Regions from separate parts of the Mus musculus genome. Here all the other regions are linked to region 1. The links are chromatin contacts, called in public promoter capture Hi-C maps. All regions are on one chromosome and are shown on one strand. The core of a region is the stretch at or near the end of the contact, and the rest is flanking DNA. Distances in the headings are between cores, read along the strand shown.

Region 1 (3,135 bases), core at 26-2,525:
ACTCCATCGCTGTGGCAAACAAACCGAAAGTACGAGAAGCAATCGTCTCAGTCCCGAGTCCAACTTAACTGTGCAGGCTAGTCGTTCCGGCAGCTACCCCATGTCTTTAATATTAAGGAAGGCAGTTCGTTGGCGCCAGCACCCCACCTTCTCCCAAACTTCCAGGCTAACCCCCACAAGAGGCTGAGCATAGAAGCCACCTACAAGCCCCGGATGCGTTTCTCCAGGCAGGAAGCTCAAACTTCGGGATGGCGCCCAATCAAACGAAGAACTAGAGTCCTGGGCCGGAGTGAGCCAACCCACAAGCAGGGCGGAACTTTCAAATCACCTTGCAGTCCAATACGAACTAGCGCCGAGGGTTGCTTTCTGCTGCTGACAGCCGTGGGAGGGTGTTCCAGCCCATAGCACTTCCTGAGCAGCCCAGCACAAACAAGTCTAGGTGGGACACGCAACCCCACCCATCCCACCGGGGGAGCGAGTGCTGCCGGGATCGAGTCCCTTGCAACCTTGCTTCATTAATCACACAAATGTCACAGCTCTTAAGTGGGAGTGGTGGCTCTGAAAAGAGCCTTTTGGATTGTTAGGGGAGGCAGCCTACTTTTTCTTGGCTGCAACCTTCTTGGCCTTGGCAACCTTGGGCTTGGCAGCCTTTGGCTTTACGGCTTTAGACGCGCTCTTGACCTTCTTGGGCTTGGTGACCTTCGCCTTCTTTGGGCTCTTGGCCACTTTCTTGGTCACAGCCGCCGCCGCGGGCTTCTTCGCCTTCTTCGGGGTCTTCTTGGCCGCCTTTTTGGGTGTGGCAGCACCAGTCGCCTTCTTAGGCTTCTTGGCTGCTCCCGCGGGCTTCTTCGCCTTGGCCGCGCCTGCCTTCTTAGCCTGGGGTTTGGCCTCGCCAGAAGCCGCCTTCTTGTTGAGTTTGAAGGAGCCGGAGGCACCGGTGCCCTTGGTTTGCACCAGGATGCCCTTGCTCACCAGGCTCTTCAGGCCGAGCTTGATGCGGCTGTTGTTCTTCTCCACATCGTACCCCGCGGCCGCCAGCGCCTTCTTGAGCGCAGCCAGGGACACGCCGCTGCGCTCCTTGGAGGCGGCCACAGCCTTGGTGATGAGCTCGGACACCGGGGGTCCGGACGCCTTACGGCGCACCCCGGCGGGCTTCTTGGCGGCCTTCTTTTTGGCAGGCGCCTTCTCCGCAGGGGGCGCGGCAGCGGGGGCAGCAGGAGCAGCCTCAGACATGATGAGTCTCTGGAAGTCAGGAACTAGTGGCAGTACGCCGATAGAGTAGCGCGGGCCCGGCGCTGTATATATAGAGCGCAGGCGCGCGCTGATTGGTGCTCCAGCGGCCTGCCTGGCAAGCTCTGAGCAGCCGCGCTGCGCCCAACTTGTGTTTGTTACACTTCACAAAAAGGAGAAAATATTAAAATATCTTGCACCAAATCTCTCGAGTTTGGTCGGTAAAGGATCCGAGAAGTCTCAGGCTTCAGGATATATGTTTATTTTTTCCTCATCCCTAAAGACAACGCGCCTAGGAGTCCCTAATTCCCCCAACTCCAAAGGAAGTCCGGGGTAGATAGAGACCACTTTCTGTTTTTCTTCTAAATTACCTGGTCGCTCCTTTGCCCTTGAAAGTTCTTTTTCTCAGGGATTATAGAGCACATCCTTCCCTTAATTTAGGGACAAAAATGAAACGATTTCCGCCTAAATTTTCACAATTATTCTGTTTCTTCGCAAGGGAAGTAACACAAGTCCTTAGTGACTTCTGATTACAGACCCACCACAACTATGGACTAGGACTGGGATTTCCAGTATAAAACACTTGGGGTAAATTGAGAGGGGGTTCATAGGCCTTGGGGGTGTATAATGTGGTGGGGGGGGTTAGGACTTAAATATCTGATTTAAAGACACTGACTTTAAAATGCTTTACATTGGTGGGGGCGGGGCACCCCATTGACTTCTATAAAGGGAGACCTTGGGCTATATTTTTAAAGCTCCTGGTTCCCCTCTGAGTTTTGCAAGGTAGGGGTCTAGCTCTGAAGAATAAAGATAATAAGAAGGGAAAGGAACCCTAAAAGTCTATATGAGCCCTCCTCTCCCCCAAATGCCAAATTAGAGTCTTTGAAAGATCTGTTTTTAAAGTGATGAGGATTTAGTTGCTTATTTGGCAGCAATACAGATATAAGTTTCAGTGCACGGGAATTCTAATCTAGAAAATAGTTTGTCTTAGTACAGGAGGACCTTCTAGACTTGGAGACTATGAGATGCAGATGTCAGTAAACTTACTGGCTTTCCAAAGGTTACCTTTGGCATAGATTTGAACAAGCTAAATATTTGAAATAGAAAATGTAACCAATTTTACCAATAAGATAAGAGACAAGATAAGTACAAATTATCATGTCATCTATAGTGGACAGCTGTATGTCATCTCTTCTCAGTTCCTCGGAATATGGCAATCTGCATTCTAGTCAACTTTGCTTTGTTAGCTTAAGGTTTTCAGCTTCATATTTCAATAACTACAACATGGTTTTGTTGTTAGAGAAAATACAAGATAAACTCTCTGCTAGTATAATTAATACATGGGGCAAAGGAAGTTCCCCTAATTTTATCAGAAATCTCTGTTTAAGTATATGTCTACATAAAAACATGTGATGAGTTTGTCAGCACTAAAGCGTGGTAAAGTCCCAAGGTTATACAAATTGAGTTCAGGGATGTTTGTGAAACAAAGCATATTTTATAAGACTGAGAATGGCCGCGTGGTTTCACGTAATAACCTTAGTTTAGCACTTGCAAGCAGCATCTCCTAGGCTTGTGTCCTCTGGGAATTAACAGCCTAATGGGATTAGGGATGGACTAATTGCTAGCAATAGAACCACTTTAAGAGTTGCCTTCCTGTGTGGACTTTGAAATGGGAATTGCAAGGCATTATTGAAAGTACACAACTCAAGCACCTTCGTCATACCAATATGCTTCAATGAAAGAAATGAGAACATGTCACCTTGCTCTGATTACGTGGGAAATGAACGAATGTCCTCCTCATCTGATAGTTGTCCATCTCCCCCAGGAAAATAGCTGTGTGTGATCTAGCTCTCCAGTTTGCTCACTTTCCTGTCACTGTAAATTGTCAAATTATTTGTAAAATCC
Region 2 (3,361 bases), core at 378-2,877, 2.2 Mb after region 1:
GACTCAAGCAGACCTGGAGTCAGGAGTAGATGCAGAGGCTATGGAGAAGGCTGTTTACTGTCTTGCTTCCCCTGCTTTGTCCAGCCTTCGCTCTTATAGAACCAGGACTATCATCCATGGATGGCATCACCCAGAATAGACTGTGCCCTCCTCCATTGATCACCAATTGAAAAAATGACCTACAGCTGGATCTCATGGAGGCATCTTCTCAACTGAGGCTCTTTCCTCTCTGATGAATCTAATTTATGTCAAGTTGACACACAGAACCAGCCAGTACATGTAATAAATGCAGAAAAACCTTCATTCAACAAGAACATCTTGTTGGAAATTATAGAACACACACTGAAGTCCTATAAACATAGAGTATGGGAAAGATCTCAGTGGGCACAGAGGTGTTATTAAACATCAGAGAATCCATATAGGCTAAAACCCTATGGGTACATAAAGTGTGGAAAGCCTGTATAAGTTAGGCTCTAACTAGGTATCAGAGAATTTATAGAGTAAATTAGTTCTACTAAAAAGAGAACAGTACCAAAAATTACTTAGTGCTCAGGATTAATAGACAGAATCTACCTTAGAGACCACGAGTGCCCATAATGTGGGCAAAACTTCAATCATCATTTAAAAACTTGAATCAAAGAATATGAGTCAAATATTCTTTTATTTCTAATTTAGTTGTTTTGAAAGAGGAATCAACTTCAGAAGGCTTTAACCTATTTGTATTGACTTACATTTATAATACCAATTTTATAATCCCAAATTTATAATCACTTGATTTATGCTTTTAATCCCAACACTTGGGAAGGTGAGGCAGGAAGTTTGCCCTGCGGCCAGCTAGGGCTACAGAGAGACTTGATCTAAACTAGCAAAACAACAAAATGTAACCCTGTCTATTGTGTTCACTTGTGACCCAAGCTTGGCAATTCCTGGCTGAATATGACTTCTCCCTTCTGTTCTAGTTCTTTGCTTGTCCATTCGTTTATATGACACTAGGTAAGACATTCACATGTCCTCTGCCTCATTTCCTCGAGATGAGAATGAGATTCACCAACTCTATCTCAACAAGTTGAAACAGATAAAAGTTGTCTTTGACATTAAAAAGTAAACCAATGTTCATTGTTTTCCACCAATTTTCTATTTAAATTTTAAGTTAGGGGTCTGGTTATTTTGTAGACGTTTTGTTGTTTCCAACCATAAGTATCTGGAGGATGAGAACACTCATAGTCAAAGAGAAAGCAATGGTCAGTAGGAACTTTATAAATATACTACTGTTCCTAGGAACTACAAAGGTTTAAATTCTTCAATACGCAGTGAAAGTTGGGAATTTGGAGTAATCATGAAGCATTAATGGGAAAGCACAAGGTAACTAAGAAGAATAAAGAGAAATCCGTTAAGTATACTCCTGAGCCCAGCGCAGGCCTCTGGATCTGTGATCAGCCACCCAACTCTTAAACTTGTCACCTGAAGCCCGAGGCTGGCCAGACAAAAGCTTAGGTGACTTAAAGCTATGTCACTCCTCAGGATGTCCCGCATAGCCGCCCTCCACCTGGTGTAGCTGAGGGCGCTCGGTCCTTTTGCTGGCCTACCATAGAGCTGTCAGACCTCCGAGCTTCCTAGAGAGCTTCCGGAAGTGGCTGTGGGGCAAGATGCGTGCTGCCCGGCTCTGCGGCTCCAAGGGTTTGGAACTTAGCGGCTGCAGGGGTCCCGCTCGGGTTCGGTGTCCGTCGCGTCTCCTCGCGCGCTTCCCTGTCCGCGCTGTGCCGCCTCCCGCCCTCGGGCAGCGTGGGGAGCTCTCGGTGAGTGCGCTGGGCCGAGCAGGGGCGCTCGGGCAGCGGAGGCCCGAGAGCGGGGAGCGGGTCGGTTCAGGGCCTGCCGCCGCTGAGCAGGCCGACACCCGGCCCCAACTTCCTACGGGATGGCTCTCCTCATCGCCAGTCATCATGTATATAATTTTGCACTCGCTCTTACTTGTAAAGCCGGCCCGTGTACCAACTGTTTCTACTCAGCAGTTTTGCCGATCGGTCTCAAAATTCATTTTTAAAGATAATAATTTTTTTCTTTTGAAGCCTCTACCCCACGTGGAAATCTTTGATTTTTTTTTTTTTTGTTACTCTTTTTTTTTTTTTTCTACCCATAAAAGAAGTATATTATGAAAGTAGTTCATGTAATGGCTGAACAGTTGTATGCAAAAGAAATACTTTAAGTAATTCTGGGGTAACAAAATTAAACCTTATTCAGAATACTTTGCTTACCTAGTTTATTAAAGCTAACTGAAATAGAATCTTGAAAATTCGGTAGGTTCCCATTCCCAAAACTCGGGTCATTCATGAGTAATCTCTGTTGGATTTCTAAGACGTTGACCACCACTTGACCACATACTTCTATTTGTCCGATTCACTTAAGTATTGCTATGCAGCAATCATCATTTTAGTGAATGTGCACGTTTTGAGTTCCTTGTGGTTAAATATAAAAATGTCAGTCTTAAAAGCATTCATCAAAGCAACTTCCTTGAGAAGCCCATAGCCACGCTTGTGCGTCTGGCCCTCTCCTGAGTGCCTTTCTCCTAACCCTCATGCTCAAGCCTTATTAAAATAACTTTTAAAATCTCCAAAACAAACAAACAAAATGAATGAATGCCATTTCAGATAACTACAAAGCATGTTTGTTTCATCTACTTCTTCTTAATCTCTAAAACCTGGAGATTATCATTCCTGGTTTGTATTCGGTTCTCAGACATCTCTCAAGTTTAATTAATCAGAAAGGAAAGTACATCTCCTGCATCTCTTGAGAAGCCAGTATTTGAGTTGTGCCTTCCTTAGTTTTCAAGGCTTTAACATTTTCGATCCCGAATAAGCCTAAGATTGTTGCCTTTCCGTTCATAAGGCAATCATCCTGACCAGATGTTCTTCAAGGATGGTGTGTAGGGATCAGTGTTTCTCTGTAGGTACTTTCCAACACTGCAATGTGTATGCACAAAATTATTAGAGAGGAGAATGAAATGGCCATGTATGTTGGTGCATGCCCGTAATTAATTGCATGCTGTACTAGGGTTGGGAAATCACCAGTTTGAAAACAACCTTAGAGAATTTTGTTTTGTTTGGGGAGGATAGGTAAGGTCCACTCATGCCACAGTACCGTAGTGGAGGTCAGAGGACAATTGCAGGAGTCTGTCTTCTCCTTCCACCTTGTGGGTTCTGGGAAAGTAAACTCGGGTTGTCAGGCTCAGCAGTGGGCACCTTTATCTCCTGAACGGTCCCTCAGAGCCCCGTGTCTTTTTAACAGTACACCAGTCATATTGGATTGAGGACCTATCTTATTTCAGTTATAACTTCATGTTAATTTGATTATATCTATCTACAGT
Region 3 (3,183 bases), core at 550-3,049, 2.3 Mb after region 1:
CAGAAAAGAAATCCCCTAAAACAGGCCAGAGTGTGTTTATACATGTTCGTGTCGCCCTCAACCATAGCCAGAGATGATTTTCTATGCAGTCAGTGGCAGTTAATTCAGAGATTCATAACTGGCCCAAGAGCTGAGAATAAGTGACTATCCAGTGTTCATCCTCAAACAGGACATCGACATCAACCCCTGACTCCCAGGGCTCAGTGAGCCTCGTGGAAGACAGGACAGAAAAATCGTAAGAATTGGGGAATGGCGACGTGTAATTCAAAAAGCTACCTTTTGGGAAAGACATGGGTACTGACCCATAAACTCACTGACAGTATGGTTACTGCACAGGATCAAAACAACACGATCAGCCAATGGGACAGCAAGTGGCACTCATGGAACTTGGTAGTTTACAAAGGGGGAGTTGTATGAAGGGGAGAAGGGGATATGTGGTGGCTGGAGGAAATTGAAGCCGAGTTGTTGGTGAATATGATGGAGACGGAGTGTTGATGTGTATGAAATTTCGAAAAAGGTTTTGTTTTGTTTTGTTTTGCTTTAGGTCAGAAGATAGAGGTAAAAAACACCCTGTTTTCTACCAAACTCTTAAACAAGGTATACAAGAATTTGGCTAGAAAAAAACTCTTAGATTCTAGGCTCTAAGAAAACTGTGGAATTCCTCTCCACTGTCAAAGGAAGAACTACATTTGTGTGTGTGTGTGTGTGTGTGTGTGTGTGTGTGTGTGTGTGTGTGTGTGTGTGTGAGAGGCATAAGCATCATATGACTGCCAGCAAGCCACGGCAGATGTTGTTTCACGTGACAAGCCAATAAAACACCTACAAAGTCATTTGTGCCTATTCCACTGCTCAAACCTGTCCTCGTGTCTTACTCACCACACAACAAGAAGTACATATGTAACCTTTCAGCACTCTGCTCGGCACATTCTACCCCAGCCTCACTAGGAACGAGTTCTTCCACAATCCTTTTATTTTCCTTTATGCGATTAACTATCCTGAGGGGCCCAGGTCAGTTCGCTGGTTGCCTCAGGTTTCCAGCATAGACAGACTTTGCGGGCTCTAAGCAATGCCTTCCTTGGATCTTGCTTGGTTTCTGAAAGGCACAGGACATGGGTCTAACTAAACCTGTTCCTTCTACCTGTGGAGGTGTGTCATCCAGCTGCCTGTCCAAGTACTCCAGCAGCGCCACCACCTCCTCCCCGCTGTCGGGGTGCTGCTCGCGCACCCAGGTCTGCAGCTCCCCTGGCAGGATGGTCAGGAACTGCTCCAGCACCAGCAGCTCCAGGATCTGCTCCTTGCTGTGCATGTCTGGCCGCAGCCACTGTCTGCAGAGCTCGCGGAGCCGGCTCAGCGCCTGCCGGGGTCCGGCTGCCTCTGGGTAGCGGAAAGCACGGAAGCGCTGGCGGGAGCGGTCAGGCCCAGGACTGCCCAGCCAACTGGTCTCCTCTGCCAAGGGGGAGGCCTCTTCCTGTTCCACTTTCACCACTAGAAGCCCAGTGCCCTCTTCTGCAGACCGAGCGTTTAGGGCTGCGGACGTTCCGGGTTCTCTAGCCATTCTGTGCCAACTCCAGGCTCCTCTAGCTACAAGCTGTATCTGCAGAAGATTCTCGCAAGATGGGAATTCAGACTAGATCTATCTCCTCCCTCCCCTCGTGCTCTGGGTCACCAAAGGCACAGCTGCAGAGGTGTCACCTACAATCCTAGTCTTCTGCACTCCACCCTAAACCCACAATATTCTCAAGGGATGCTCGGGGCAAATAAACTACATCCAGACTCTGGTGGAAGCATTGTGGGAACCCAAGCCACTTCCGGCGCCCTCTAGGATGCGCTTCTCTGTGGTTCTTTCCAAATTAACCCATTATTGTTGGGGAAAGGATTGTAGACTATGGGTAACACAGGAGTATATGTTTAAGCAGAGGAAGTAAGTTATCCGGGACCCTTGGTTCTTTCTGATCTAAAGCTTGCCTTCATAATTGTTACAGTGCTGACTCGAAAATTCAGCTGGCAAGTAGACTTTGCAGAATGGGGAATGCAGGTGGGAAAAGGTAAGAAATTTGGTATGTCTTAGAAACCGTGAAAGAAGCAGGACACTCACTTGTCTGAAGGGGCCTGTCTGTCCCTGGTCCTGTCCTCTTCCTGCTGCTCCCTTTCCTCCCACTCCAGGCCAAACTACTTGAGAGAAGAATCCTCCAGACACGGACTCAAGATCCTACTTCCCACCACTTCTTAAGACACTATAGGCAGTAAAGAGCCAGTATAGTCTACTATGGCACCTATCCAAATAACTAGAGATTTCCAGCTCTTCAGCAAAAAAGTTTGTGCATTACAAGCATCCAAACTCCCTCTATGCACTTCCAGAAACTTTCTAGTCCCCAACCCCATGGACATCCCATTCCAACTTCATTTCTTCCTGTTTCTCTACAGCCTGGCTGACACACTAACACAAAGGTTAGATGCAAGCACTCCCAAACCTGAGAAAGGTGAACTGTCATCAACTAAAAGAAACTCAATAGACCGATCTGCCAGGTGCCGTGACAAACTTTACTTCGGCCATGACTAGAACCAAACAACTGTTGTGATGGGTGAGGTGGTGCAAGCTTCCTCCATCTGATATTCTTGCTGAGGCTGTTTCGAGGTTTAACTGGAATCTGATCTTCCTGTAGAATCCCATGGAAAACTACCCAGTGCTATTCTAGGAACGGATGATCAGAATGCCCTAGCTAAATTACCTAAGCTTTGTTGAAATTGCTTATTTGTTCAGGAAACCCCTCCAGCTAAGCCTTTATCTTAGCTGCCTATTTGTGTGGAATCTCTTTGCGGCTGTCTAACTGCTTGTCTTAAATTCTTTTAAAACTGCTTGCTTTGAACTGCTTGTCCTGTGGTCTCCACTACAGCTACCGAGGGAGATGCCTTGATGAAGTCTCTGCACTCAAAAATCCCATGCTCTGGACACTGGGGGCCACATCCAGATGCACCCCCAAAACTTGGATGTGGTCCCAGCTGGCTGGAATAAAGACTTTGATTGTATATACACTGTGTCTCAGTTATCATCTCTGGTAAGCTTCCCATAACACTGTAAAAAGATACAGCTAAGACATTGGGGAAAACTAGAACTCAGGAATACTAAGCAATTATTGGAAACTTAACTGTTAGAATGGTACTATGGTTTTTATAAGATTTATT
Region 4 (3,198 bases), core at 639-3,138, 2.3 Mb after region 1:
TAATATACTCATGTATTGCCAATAATACTACTAATATAGAAGCCCCAGTCTCATACGTGCATTTATATAAGACCTGCAGGCAAATCTTGATATTTTGCTAGTTGTATACTCTGCTCTTCTCAGCCAGTACAGTCTGACGAATCACATTCCCTGGAATTCCTCCGGTTTTTATTACTAGTATTGGAGGATCCTTTCCATCTTTGAATGGCTGGAATCAGACTTAACAGTTTACAACTCTAAATTATACAGATGCTAGGACTTTGCAGGATTGGATGGCCTGAGGATGGGGCTTAGAATGTAGAATTCAATTATCTTTGGAGAGAAGAAGGACCAAGATGTGCCAATTTTCTTTCTAAAGTGTGTGTGTGTACGTGTGTGTGTGTGTTGTTGTTGTTGTTGCTGCTGCTGCTGCACAAGGTCAGAAGAACCCCTGGATGCCCTATAGCTGGAGTTGTAGGATATTATAAGCCGAGAGCCTAACCGCTGTGAACTGGGTTCTCTAGAAGAGCAGCAAGGGCTCTTAACATCTGGACCATCTCTCTGGGTTAAGATTTAAAAGCCCAACTATTGAAAGGTGACATGTTGCAGTAGGATGTCAAAGACTTGCAGGTAACTGGGAACTAGGAGACTTTAAACCATTTACCAGGACTGTTAGCCTGCAGGGCCCAAATCTGTCAGCGGGCTGAGGAATTACTGGGTTTCCTCCTCTAGCCTGGAAAGAAGAGTCTGCTTGGAAAGCAGTGACTAACAGTTAGACAAACGGGGAACAAAAATTTGCAATTCTCAGGCAATTTAACATATTCCTGGGTATGACAGGCTACTGTAGAATTTGGTCCCAATTTTTGACTCTATGGCTAAGCCCCTTTATGAAATTTTGAATGGACCCAGAAATAGTTATGGGTTTGGAACCTTTAAAAGGGGATTTGACATCTGCTCCTACCATGGGAATTTGGGGCTTGCAAAAGTCTTTTCAGTCAACATGGAAAGGATGGAGTCCTAATGTGAGTTCTCACTCAAATGATTGGAGGTGAACCTCAAACTGTGGCCTATTTATCAAAGTAAATGGCTAACAAGGGGGATTATAGGGGAGGGAAGGGTGGTAGGGGACTTTGTGTTAGACACTATAGGAAGGACTTAAACAGATGATTTGTTTGCTCTGAGTTAATCTGCACACAAAACATCTTAAAGCTGTGTTTGTTCTGACATGTTTGTTCTGAGTTAGCTTTACACACCATTGGCTTAGCAGACTGCAAAGCATATAACTGACACCACTATACATTAACCAGACTAAGCTCTGTTGAGTGCCTTCGTTCGAAGTCAAACAAGATAAGCTTAAAATAACAAAGTGAACTTCACTTTTTTTTTTCCACTTTTTTTTTCAGCAGCAGCAGCAGCAACAACAACAATAACATAGAAACTTTAGAAAGAAAATCGGCATATCTTTACCCCACTTCTCTTCAAATATCATTGAATTCTAAATTCTAAACCCTACACTCAGGCAACCAAATAAAGAAGGCACAGATAGGAGTCTTTGGAACTTGGTGGCAAAAGGGTGGGGAATGAAGAATAAACTTGAGCACTAATAATTAACTTTGGTTCTCTAGAATCCAACCTACATGATCATGCCAGCTTTTGCCTAAAGCCCAACCTAAAGATTCAATTGCTGTGTCTGTTTGCTGGTGGCTGTGATTACAGCCCGAGCTTTGTTATTCTAGTGATAGAGATGACATCTCTGTGTGAAAACAGTCAAACGAAATGGTCTGATTTATGTAAATGAAATCTTTCAACTTAGACCCAGTCAGGACACCACCGAGTTGAGTCCTGGTCCTCCCATCGTCCTAGAGCGGAGCCGGAAACTACTGGGCTGGAACGCAGATTTTGAGAGACGTGTGACTGACCCTGCGACCAGGGCGAGGGGGACGTACGGTGATCGGGTTCCAGCGGAGAGAGAACCCGCAAACTTGGGACTCTCGAGCGGAGGGTCTGGTTGATACACAGAAACTCTCCACACCTCGGAGCTGGGAGGACCAGAAGCTGGTGCGTGACGGAAGCTGCGGGGCATGGGAGAGGGAGGGAGCTCAGGACGTAGTTGGTGAGGCGGTTTCCTGCTGTTGCGCAGCTCAAGCTGACTGCAAGCTCCAGCGTATCTCCTACTTCAGCTTTCTGATGGCTGAGATTGCCAGCACTCCTGGGTTCTGTTGCTTTATTTTGTTGTGAGGGATTTTTCCCCCTTTTTTTGTTTGTTGTTGTTTGGTTTTAAGAGCGTTTCGTGAAGCCCGTGTTGGCCTCATCATTTGGCGGCGTATACTCTTAATTTGAACTCCTGTTTATCCTTCTATCTCCGAGCTCTGAGCTCATAAGCTGGAGCTGCCACACATGGCTTCTGCATGTTTAAGTAGTTACCACTGTAAGTAAATAGAATATTTGAGTAGATAATCCGAAATAGATGGGTAGACAGAGGCGGCTTTAAAAGGCATACGTGAGAGAACAGCGAATACAGAGGCCCTAAAGCTGGAGCTTGTCTGTCTTATTTAGGGATTAACGAGGGCACCAGGGTATTTCGAGCGCAGTGAATAAGATTGCCACAGAGGATAAGTAAGTGAACAAAGTGGCCATTTGGTTGTGTGAGGAACTTGGTCTTGGGTGATAGAAGGACATACTCAGACAGGTCTTGTAATTGGACACCCATAATGTGCATAGATTAGAGGATGAGCAGAAATGAAATCAAGAATGGGTTGCAAACCAAAGTTGGGTGCAATTAAAAACCTGCATCTGAGCATAGTGACTAATTTCTATAATCCTAGCACTTGGGAGAATTGCCCATTGTGGGCTAGGGAGTGAGAGCCTTGGGGAAAAGGAAAACTGGCAGGAAATCTGGCAGGAAGTGAAGACTGACTGTTGTAGTTGTGGCCAGGTGGATCCCACAGCTTTTGCTTCTGGATCAGATGTACACACACAAGAGAGAGAAGGAAAAAATAAATTCATAATTCGGGGGTCTGTAGATTTAAAAAAGGACCAAAGGTAAGTTCAGTCCACCGTTGGTGGTTCACGTCTTTAATCCCAGGTTTGGAAGGCAGAAGCAGTCAGATCTCTGAGTTCAAGGCCAACCTGATCTACAGGGCAAATTGTCGGACAAACAGAGCTACACAGAGAAACCCTGTGTGTGTATGGGGGAAGGGGTCTGGAGGGGGGGGGGGC
Region 5 (3,444 bases), core at 130-2,629, 2.6 Mb after region 1:
GGGACACAGATTAAGTGATGGGCACTGCTCGATGTGAATTCAGCCAGCCAACAGTGACTGTCTGGCTTGGTATCCTGGGTCAGAGCGAGTTCGAGGCGTTCAAGGCCTATGGAAGTGTACTTGGCTCCATGTGCATCTCCTTTGTCAAGGGAGGGTCTCCTCGCGCCGTCCCAGTCGCGGCACGCGTAGAGGCGGTTAGCAGGGGCGCTCGGGGTGGGGGTGGGGGTGCTCCTGGCCTCGCCAGCTACAGGTTCTCCTTCCCAGTCTGAGTGCGGAGGCTCCGCAGCCGACAGGGAGGAAATGACGGCGGTGGGCCCCACGTCCGGCTCGCCATTTTCTCGGTATCAAACCAGGAAGCCCCCGGCTCGCCCCTTTGTCCGCCGGCCCGGCCCTACCTTGAAGCCCTCCACCGCCTCCTCCAGGGGCAGCACGCTGTGGCCGCGGTGCTCGCGCGAGCGGTCGCACACCACGCAGATGGGCATCTGGTCCTGCTCGCAGTACAGCTTCAGAGGCTCCCGGTGCTTCTCGCACACGCCCATCTCGCCGCCGGGCCCCGACGGCCGCTCGGTGCGCAGCTGCTTCACCAGCTGGGTCACGTTGGCCAGGTGCCGGTTGGGTCGCATGTGGCGCTGCGGGAAGGTCTCCCGGCACTGCGGACACGACACGTTAGTCTCCGCGGCACCCCAGCAGCGGGCCAGGCACGCGCAACAGATGTTGTGGCCGCAGTCGAGCATCATAGGCTCCACGAAGTACTGAAGGCACACGGGGCAGGTGGTCTCCTGCTGCAGGCACTCGGCCACGCTCCCGGAGGCCATGGCGCGGGCCGGCTGGGCCGCAGGGCATGAGCCCGGAGCCGAGCTCTGTCGGAGCTCAGCGCGCTCGCTCCGCTTCTCGGCTCCGGAGCGGGGCGGGGCCTCCGGCGCGGGGATCGCAGACGCGCGCGGAGCTCTCGGGCGGCCAGACCCGTCCCCGCACAGCTGCTCCTCACCGACAGCACGGGGAGGAGGCCTGGGCCCCGGAGCCCGGCTGAGAGCCGAGCCGAGGGGAGTCGGGAACCGGGCGCCGCGGGCTGGCTCACCGGGCAACGTGGCCGCGTCGGAAGGGGTCCCGCGGCCGCGCAGACTCCTCAGGGCCGAGCGGAAGAGGTGGGCCGGGGGCGGGGCCTGGCTTCCCGCGCCGCTCTGCTCTCTCGGGGCGGGAAAGCGGGTTTCCTCTGCACAGTCCTGGGTCCCCGGCACCCAGCCCGGGAGTCGGTCGTGGCTGTCGCGTGCAGTGGGAGCAGAGTGTCCCCTGGCAGTGGCGTCGGGTCACTCCAAGCGTCTGTGGGCCCGTAGTCTTCTGCTGAGTTTCCTCTTAGTGGCTAGGCCTCGGCTCCTTTAAAAGTAAGATGGCTTTGCATAAATGCCGGAAAGCTGGGCGGGGAGACCAGCTAGGCCCCTCCCAGTGTGACACACCCAGCTCCAGGCGTTAACAATCGCTAGAAAAGGGTTTAATCATCAGCAACTTTTCTCAGGGGCAGAAACGGAGAAGCCCAGTTCTATCTCCACCCTAAAGTAAATCGGTTTATCGTTCCGAGCCTCATTTTCTTCTCGTGTGAAATGGGGACCGATCGAATCCCGACCAGAGTGCTGACCAGACCATGAAGTCCTCCCCCATCTCCCTAGCTCTACCGTTACTAGGGAGCCACCCCACCGAGAGCCCGCTTGTGAGTCCCTAACTTCTTCTCAGGCTCCTCAGGTGCCCAGTGTCTCACTTCCTCAAGTGAGTAGCCAGACCCGACGTGTCAAAGGGCTGCCTGGCGACACACTTCTCTCTCGTCTTCCCTGCCACCTGCTGAGGAACCTACGTGGCTGTGGGTTCCTATGAGACCCTCGAAGAAACAACCCGGATTCTGCCACGTGGGCCTCATTCTCAGAACACTCCCCCACCCCCACCCCCACCCCCACCCCTCACCTCCAGCCTGGGCCCTGCGGCGCTGGGGCCAAAAATTCTGATTGTCCACTGTAGTGTTGTCCTTCTGCCCATGACGTTAATAACTCTTCTAATAAGTTCTTACTCCCAGCAATCTAGTTCAGTGCCCTCCTTGAGCTCCCATACCCTATTGCTTTCAGGAATTTTCCCCATCAAGGAGTTACACCTTTTTAAACAAACAAACAAACAAACAAACAAACCACAGCTTGAGCATAAAGATCTTTATCCGCTAGTTTAAATGAAGCACCCAGTACATCGAATGACATTGAGTAGAACCTAAAACTTGCTTGTTTCTGCCCAATCGAGAGTCCTGTGATGACCGGAGGAGGTCTTGTAGCCTGGTTTCTTATCACAGAATAGGTTTTCAGTTCTGTGCGCTGTCACTTATGCCATGGCCTTTCCTACTCTCCTTTGGGATTGACTCCGTGCCTGCCCTTGTGTTTGAGCAACAGGGAATTTCTGTATCCAGGCCATCACTTCACTGGATTCTGCTTGATTCTTCCCTATGGGACAAGAAATCCGAGGTACTTAACAAGTCTCGCTCATCCAAACCTCCATTCTCCCCACCTGCTCTTTGAAACTCCAGGCTCAAAACAACTCAGCACACTTCCAGTAAATGGTAGAATATTTGTCCTAGGCTACACTGTAGTCTACTCTGCTACAAAACTGAAGTTGAAAGGAATTGAAAGTGCCAGTCTTACTCCAGAAGGAAGAATTCAGTTTTGCAAGCCGGTGTAGAACTATGAAAAATGCAGGTGGCAGATATGTGTTCTTAGGTCATCAGTGCGGCTCTGGATTTTAGCTTTGTCATCCAGGGCTCATGCGGTCTCTGCTTTCCTAACCTCAAGGCAGATGGCCTGGACAAGCCAGGTAAGTAGGGCAAGGTGGAGGAAGTAGGGGAAAGGAAGCGCTCCCCCTTCCAGGATTGCTACAGGCTCCCTCCTTTCTCAAGCGATAACTGTTTTCTCTTTCTCCACTAATTTAGTAGGCTTGTCATGAGCTTTATGGCTGAGTTGCCTACTCATTTCCAGTGTTTTCAGTGTTAGAGCTCGAACCCAGGACGTTAAGCTAGGCAAGTGCTCGTCTCAGACCCATCCACGCAGTTTTTGTGTTTGTTCCTCCACCTTGGCCTAAATTATTGCAATACCTTATCTGTTTGCAAATGACTTGGAAATGATTCAGTAGTTAGATGAATGAAATTGCTGCTATGAATTTTTTTTTAATCAACTATAGTTGTCAGAGAAACCCTGCTGCTAAGGTTGATATCTGACATTACCAAAAACCACTGAGCTTGGTACAAAATGGTGGACTCCCTTTGTCAGCAGGGCTTCTTCTTCTCTGACCTTGTCTGGAGAGCTTAGAAATGCCCTCCTCCCCCTTACCATCTACCTGAAGAACTGCACGTAGCAGTGGTGAGATTACAGGTTCTCCTTCCTCCACGTAAAAACCTGTCCAGCAAGCACCTGAGATTCC
Region 6 (3,623 bases), core at 1,008-3,507, 2.3 Mb after region 1:
TGTTTATTACATCACTATTCACAATAGCTAAGTTCTTAGACTAAACTAGCCATCCATTCAACAGAGAAATAGGTTTAAAATGTGATAGATAGATAGATAGATAGATAGATAGAATTTTTCAGCTGTAAAGAAAAAGTTATATCAAAAGTTATAGGAGATGAATATAATTGGTGATAATCGTACTAAGCAAATGAATTCACATTCAGAAAGACAAATATTGCATGCTTTCATTTGTAGTTCCTAGATTTCATATAGATAAATAAGACCACGCGTACTTATGACACAAAAATAGAAGCAATGCTGTCTATAGTAGTGCTTTCAACCTGTGGGTCATGACCTCTTTGGGACCTCTTTCACCAAGTTCACATATCAGATATACTACATATCACATATTTATATTATGATTCATAACATCTAAGTTACAGCTATGAAGTAGCAATGAGAATAATTCTGTGGCTGGGATCACCACAACATGATGTCTCTTTGTGTGTGTGAACCACTGGGTTTAATTGTGTTTACTTGCATGACCATGAGTGGGGCTGTTTTGTTTTGTGAGGATGGCTCTCACCCTGTAATCCAGAACTCCAAGCTGGCCTGGAACTTGGAGCTGTAACTTGAAGTGGCTCTTCCTCCTCAGCTTCCCACATGCTGGGATCATAGGAATGAGCCAATTTCTCTGGCTTTCAACTATCTATCCTTAATAAATAAAGCCTTTCTGTTTCTGTTGAGGTCTCTTTTATATTTTCTTGCTACTGTAATGATTATCTTTTAAGGTGATGTTTTCTTATTTGTGTTTGTTATAAAAATGTAACTATCAATATCAATTTTGAAATTTTAGTAGCTTTGCTAAATTTGCTAATTATAAGTTGAAGATTAAATTATCTTGGCTTTTTCTATAAAGGGCATTCAGAATGGTCCTGAAAACTGTTATATGTTGCCGGGCGTGGTGGCGCATGACTTTAATCCCAGCACTCTGGAAGCAGAGGCAGGCAGATTTCTGAGTTTGAGGCCAGCCTGGTGTACAGAGTGAGTTCCAGGACATCCAGAGCTACACAGAGAAACCCTGTCTCGGAAAACAAAAACAAAAACAAAAACAAAAATACTGTTATATATTTATAATTAATAGTTTAATTTCCTCTCACTTTTATTTTCCCTTTTCATGCAGTTTCTAAACAAACATTTTCTTATGCATTTCCCTAGGGCTTCTTTATGACGATAGAGAACATATAATTTTCCTTTTTCTTGACATCACAGAGATTTCAGGAAGGCTATATAGGAGCTCATTCTTTTGCTATCTTCCCTTAGTTGTCCTTGGAAAAAACAAATTTTGAAAGTCTCTTGGTGCTAGAGTCATCTTTCCTGGATAATGTAGCTACCACCTGTGATCCAAGATGCTTTTCTTTATAAAGAATAGAGACCATCACTAAAAACCCAATTGGATACAGAACAAAGACTGACAGATCATGGTGGTCCCAACCCCAACAGATACATCCACATCATGTCTCCTGCATCTATGGCTCAGAGGACATGGAGGAAGAGGAGGCAAAAAAAAAATTGTAAGAAATCTAGGATGTCAGCTGTGAAACAGCCTCCAAGAAATGGCTGCATACACAAGACTGAAACAATTGCAGTATCAATAGACAATATCAATATCAATGGAAGGGGGTAAAATTTCACAGGGTGCCACCCCAAACCAAAGAACTACTGGCAACTATTGACTGCTGGGAAATGGAGAATTAGTCTCTCCCTAAGATGAGCCCTCTTATTAGCTGTCCAATGCAGTCTTGAAACCTTGAAATCATATGCACACAAATAACATATAAAAACAAAAACTTAGCCAGTGGAATATGTACATATATAGATACAGATATCTCTATATCTGTATAGATATAGATATATACTTGTTCATGCACATACATATATACAACATATATACATATACACAAACACACATGAATGTAGCAATAACAAAGAAAAGAGGCTATCAGCTTGAGAGTGAGAGGGTAGGAGAAAAGACTAGGGGGAGGAAGGAAAGTGATGTAATTCTACTTCAGTTAAAATTTTTTTCTTTTTAAAAGTCTTTTTACGAGGCAACCAAGAGGACGGAAAAAACTGGAGGAAGTAAAGGGAGGAGAGAAAATGTTGCATTGCTACTTCAGCTAAAAGAATTTCTTTTTAAAAGTCTTTTTACGAAGCAACCACTAAGAGGAGGGAGAAGGGGGGGATCATAGAGTGTCGCTGGTGCCTAGAGAAGCCGGAAGTGCTCTGTGCCCCGCCCCCCGGGGTCGGACTTTCGACACTTTTGTGACTGCGGGGTGCTACGAGGTGCTGCGTTCGCGGGTGGGTTTGGGTCCCGTCCTGTTACCGTCCTCCCGCAGGGGTCGGCTGCTTGTGGGGGTTGGGGGTGGGACAAAACATCTTCCTCCGCGGCCTAGTGGCGCCGAGAAGATAAACTCGGTGGCCACTTGGGCCGAGCGCCCGACAGGGCCTCGGGCGCCTCGCCTCAGGCCGGTTCCGGGTGTCTGGTCAGTCTCAGGGCGTTTGGCGATGGGATTCTCGGGTCTTGTACTTAAGCTTTGAAAATGGGAGACGTCACAGTTTTGCTTTTCCTGGAGACAAGGTCAGTTCCAAGGTCTTTATTCTGGGGTACTGGAAGAGAGCCAGAACTTTGGAATCGGGTTGCTTGGTCGAATCTGGCCTCAGCTCCTTTGTGACTTCTCCCCCCAGTCCCTTAACCTTTCTGTGTTTTGCTATTTTAGGGGATAATGATGTCGCCTAACTTACTGGATTGTTGTGAGGAATAAATGGCTTCATTTGTGCAAAGGTGCTTAAAATAGTACCAGGCACGGGGTAATCTGCACAGTGTAAAGATAGCTGTTATTATTCCTGTTGCTTTTCCTAACTAGGACAGCACTTTCTCTTCATCGATCAGCCTTGGTACTGGCTGTTGTCTTTTGAATGTTAGTACTATTTATCAGTTCTCTTTATAATGAATGATTTCTGTATTTTAGGAGGGAAAATAGAACATTCTGGAAAAGAGCCTATCCCACAGCAAAGAGTAAAAGTGGTTTGTGTAGTGTCTTGTAATGGTCAGGCTCACAGAGGTTTAAAATCCTGGGGATGCCTTTTTTTTTTTTTTTTTTTTTTTTTGGTGGGAGGAGGAGCTTGAGAAACAGGAGGAGCGTCTAACCGCGAAGGATTAGGACCCTGTTGTAAGCAGACATTGCTGCCGACCTGCCAGCTTTCTGACCCTCAGCGAGATTCCTCTCCAGTGTGAGAACCACACGGACGGCTGATAGTTAGAAGTGATGATAGGTAGATTGGCGATAGATTAGAGATAAGTCGATCTGATCCTGAGTTCCCACTAACACCCTTTGTTCTTTTTGCAGGTTTTTAAAGCTAATATTGACCATACACAGTTTGCCATGGTCATTGAGTTGATGCCTCTTGTGGTCTTTGAAAGTCCTTTCATCTTCCTTCTTTTTCTTAAGGAATTGGATCTTTAACCTCCTGAGGGTATACAGGGATCCCTGAAGCATTCTTTTCTCTATTTGTAACTTAACAAAAAACAAAAACAAAAACAAAACCCTTGTCTTTGGTTTACTTATTTGGCAAACGCCTGT

The links. Promoter capture Hi-C pulls out the DNA fragments that hold promoters and counts their contacts.
Region 2: a contact with region 1 is called in a promoter capture Hi-C map of hippocampal neurons, with 5 times the contacts expected there. The contact joins the promoter of Zkscan8 here to the promoter of H1f2 in region 1. A contact is called at or near these places in 5 of 39 promoter capture datasets (the SN4741 cell line, hippocampal neurons, liver and 1 more), 1 of 115 datasets of contacts at active chromatin or transcription factors (embryonic forebrain) and 1 of 9 other capture datasets (liver).
Region 3: a promoter capture Hi-C map of hippocampal neurons shows a contact between it and region 1, with 4 times the contacts expected there. The contact joins the promoter of Zkscan4 here to the promoter of H1f2 in region 1. A contact is called at or near these places in 2 of 39 promoter capture datasets (hippocampal neurons and liver) and 1 of 115 datasets of contacts at active chromatin or transcription factors (astrocytes).
Region 4: a contact with region 1 is called in a promoter capture Hi-C map of liver, with 6 times the contacts expected there. The contact joins the promoter of Zscan26 here to the promoter of H1f2 in region 1. A contact is called at or near these places in 6 of 39 promoter capture datasets (the 3T3-L1 cell line, embryonic stem cells, hematopoietic stem and progenitor cells and 2 more) and 1 of 115 datasets of contacts at active chromatin or transcription factors (astrocytes).
Region 5: a promoter capture Hi-C map of liver shows a contact between it and region 1, with 6 times the contacts expected there. The contact joins the promoter of Trim27 here to the promoter of H1f2 in region 1. A contact is called at or near these places in 8 of 39 promoter capture datasets (the 3T3-L1 cell line, the SN4741 cell line, cranial neural crest and 4 more), 11 of 484 Hi-C or Micro-C datasets (B cells, CD4 T cells, CD4 single positive thymocytes and 7 more), 10 of 115 datasets of contacts at active chromatin or transcription factors (astrocytes, cardiomyocytes, embryonic forebrain and 7 more) and 3 of 9 other capture datasets (adipose tissue, liver and macrophages).
Region 6: a contact with region 1 is called in a promoter capture Hi-C map of the SN4741 cell line, with 5 times the contacts expected there. The contact joins the promoter of Zkscan3 here to the promoter of H1f2 in region 1. A contact is called at or near these places in 4 of 39 promoter capture datasets (the SN4741 cell line, cranial neural crest, liver and 1 more), 2 of 115 datasets of contacts at active chromatin or transcription factors (astrocytes and fetal liver) and 1 of 9 other capture datasets (liver).

The regions. Positions count from the first base shown.
Region 1 is chr13:23,736,947-23,740,081 of GRCm38.p6, reverse strand. It overlaps H1f2 (H1.2 linker histone, cluster member), which reads right to left and starts at 1,275. Exons shown (of 1, transcript NM_015786.3): 1 at 551-1,275. The coding sequence starts at 1,233. The coding sequence ends at 595.
Region 2 is chr13:21,529,380-21,532,740 of GRCm38.p6, reverse strand. It overlaps Zkscan8 (zinc finger with KRAB and SCAN domains 8), which reads left to right and starts at 1,627. Exons shown (of 6, transcript NM_139141.4): 1 at 1,627-1,796. It overlaps Gm32724 (a long non-coding RNA gene), which reads right to left and starts at 1,672. Exons shown (of 5, transcript XR_001780870.1): 1 at 1,587-1,672.
Region 3 is chr13:21,477,465-21,480,647 of GRCm38.p6, reverse strand. Zkscan4 (zinc finger with KRAB and SCAN domains 4) reads right to left here and starts at 1,799. Exons shown (of 3, transcript NM_001039115.2): 1 at 1,139-1,799. The coding sequence starts at 1,555. It overlaps Gm40828 (a long non-coding RNA gene), which reads left to right and starts at 1,823. Exons shown (of 2, transcript XR_873159.3): 1 at 1,823-2,045; 2 at 2,425-3,031.
Region 4 is chr13:21,452,417-21,455,614 of GRCm38.p6, reverse strand. Zscan26 (zinc finger and SCAN domain containing 26) reads left to right here and starts at 1,888. Exons shown (of 6, transcript NM_001347491.1): 1 at 1,888-2,037.
Region 5 is chr13:21,177,866-21,181,309 of GRCm38.p6, reverse strand. Trim27 (tripartite motif-containing 27) reads right to left here and starts at 1,379. Exons shown (of 8, transcript NM_009054.3): 1 at 396-1,379. The coding sequence starts at 815.
Region 6 is chr13:21,401,389-21,405,011 of GRCm38.p6, reverse strand. Zkscan3 (zinc finger with KRAB and SCAN domains 3) reads left to right here and starts at 2,257. Exons shown (of 6, transcript NM_001145778.2): 1 at 2,257-2,340.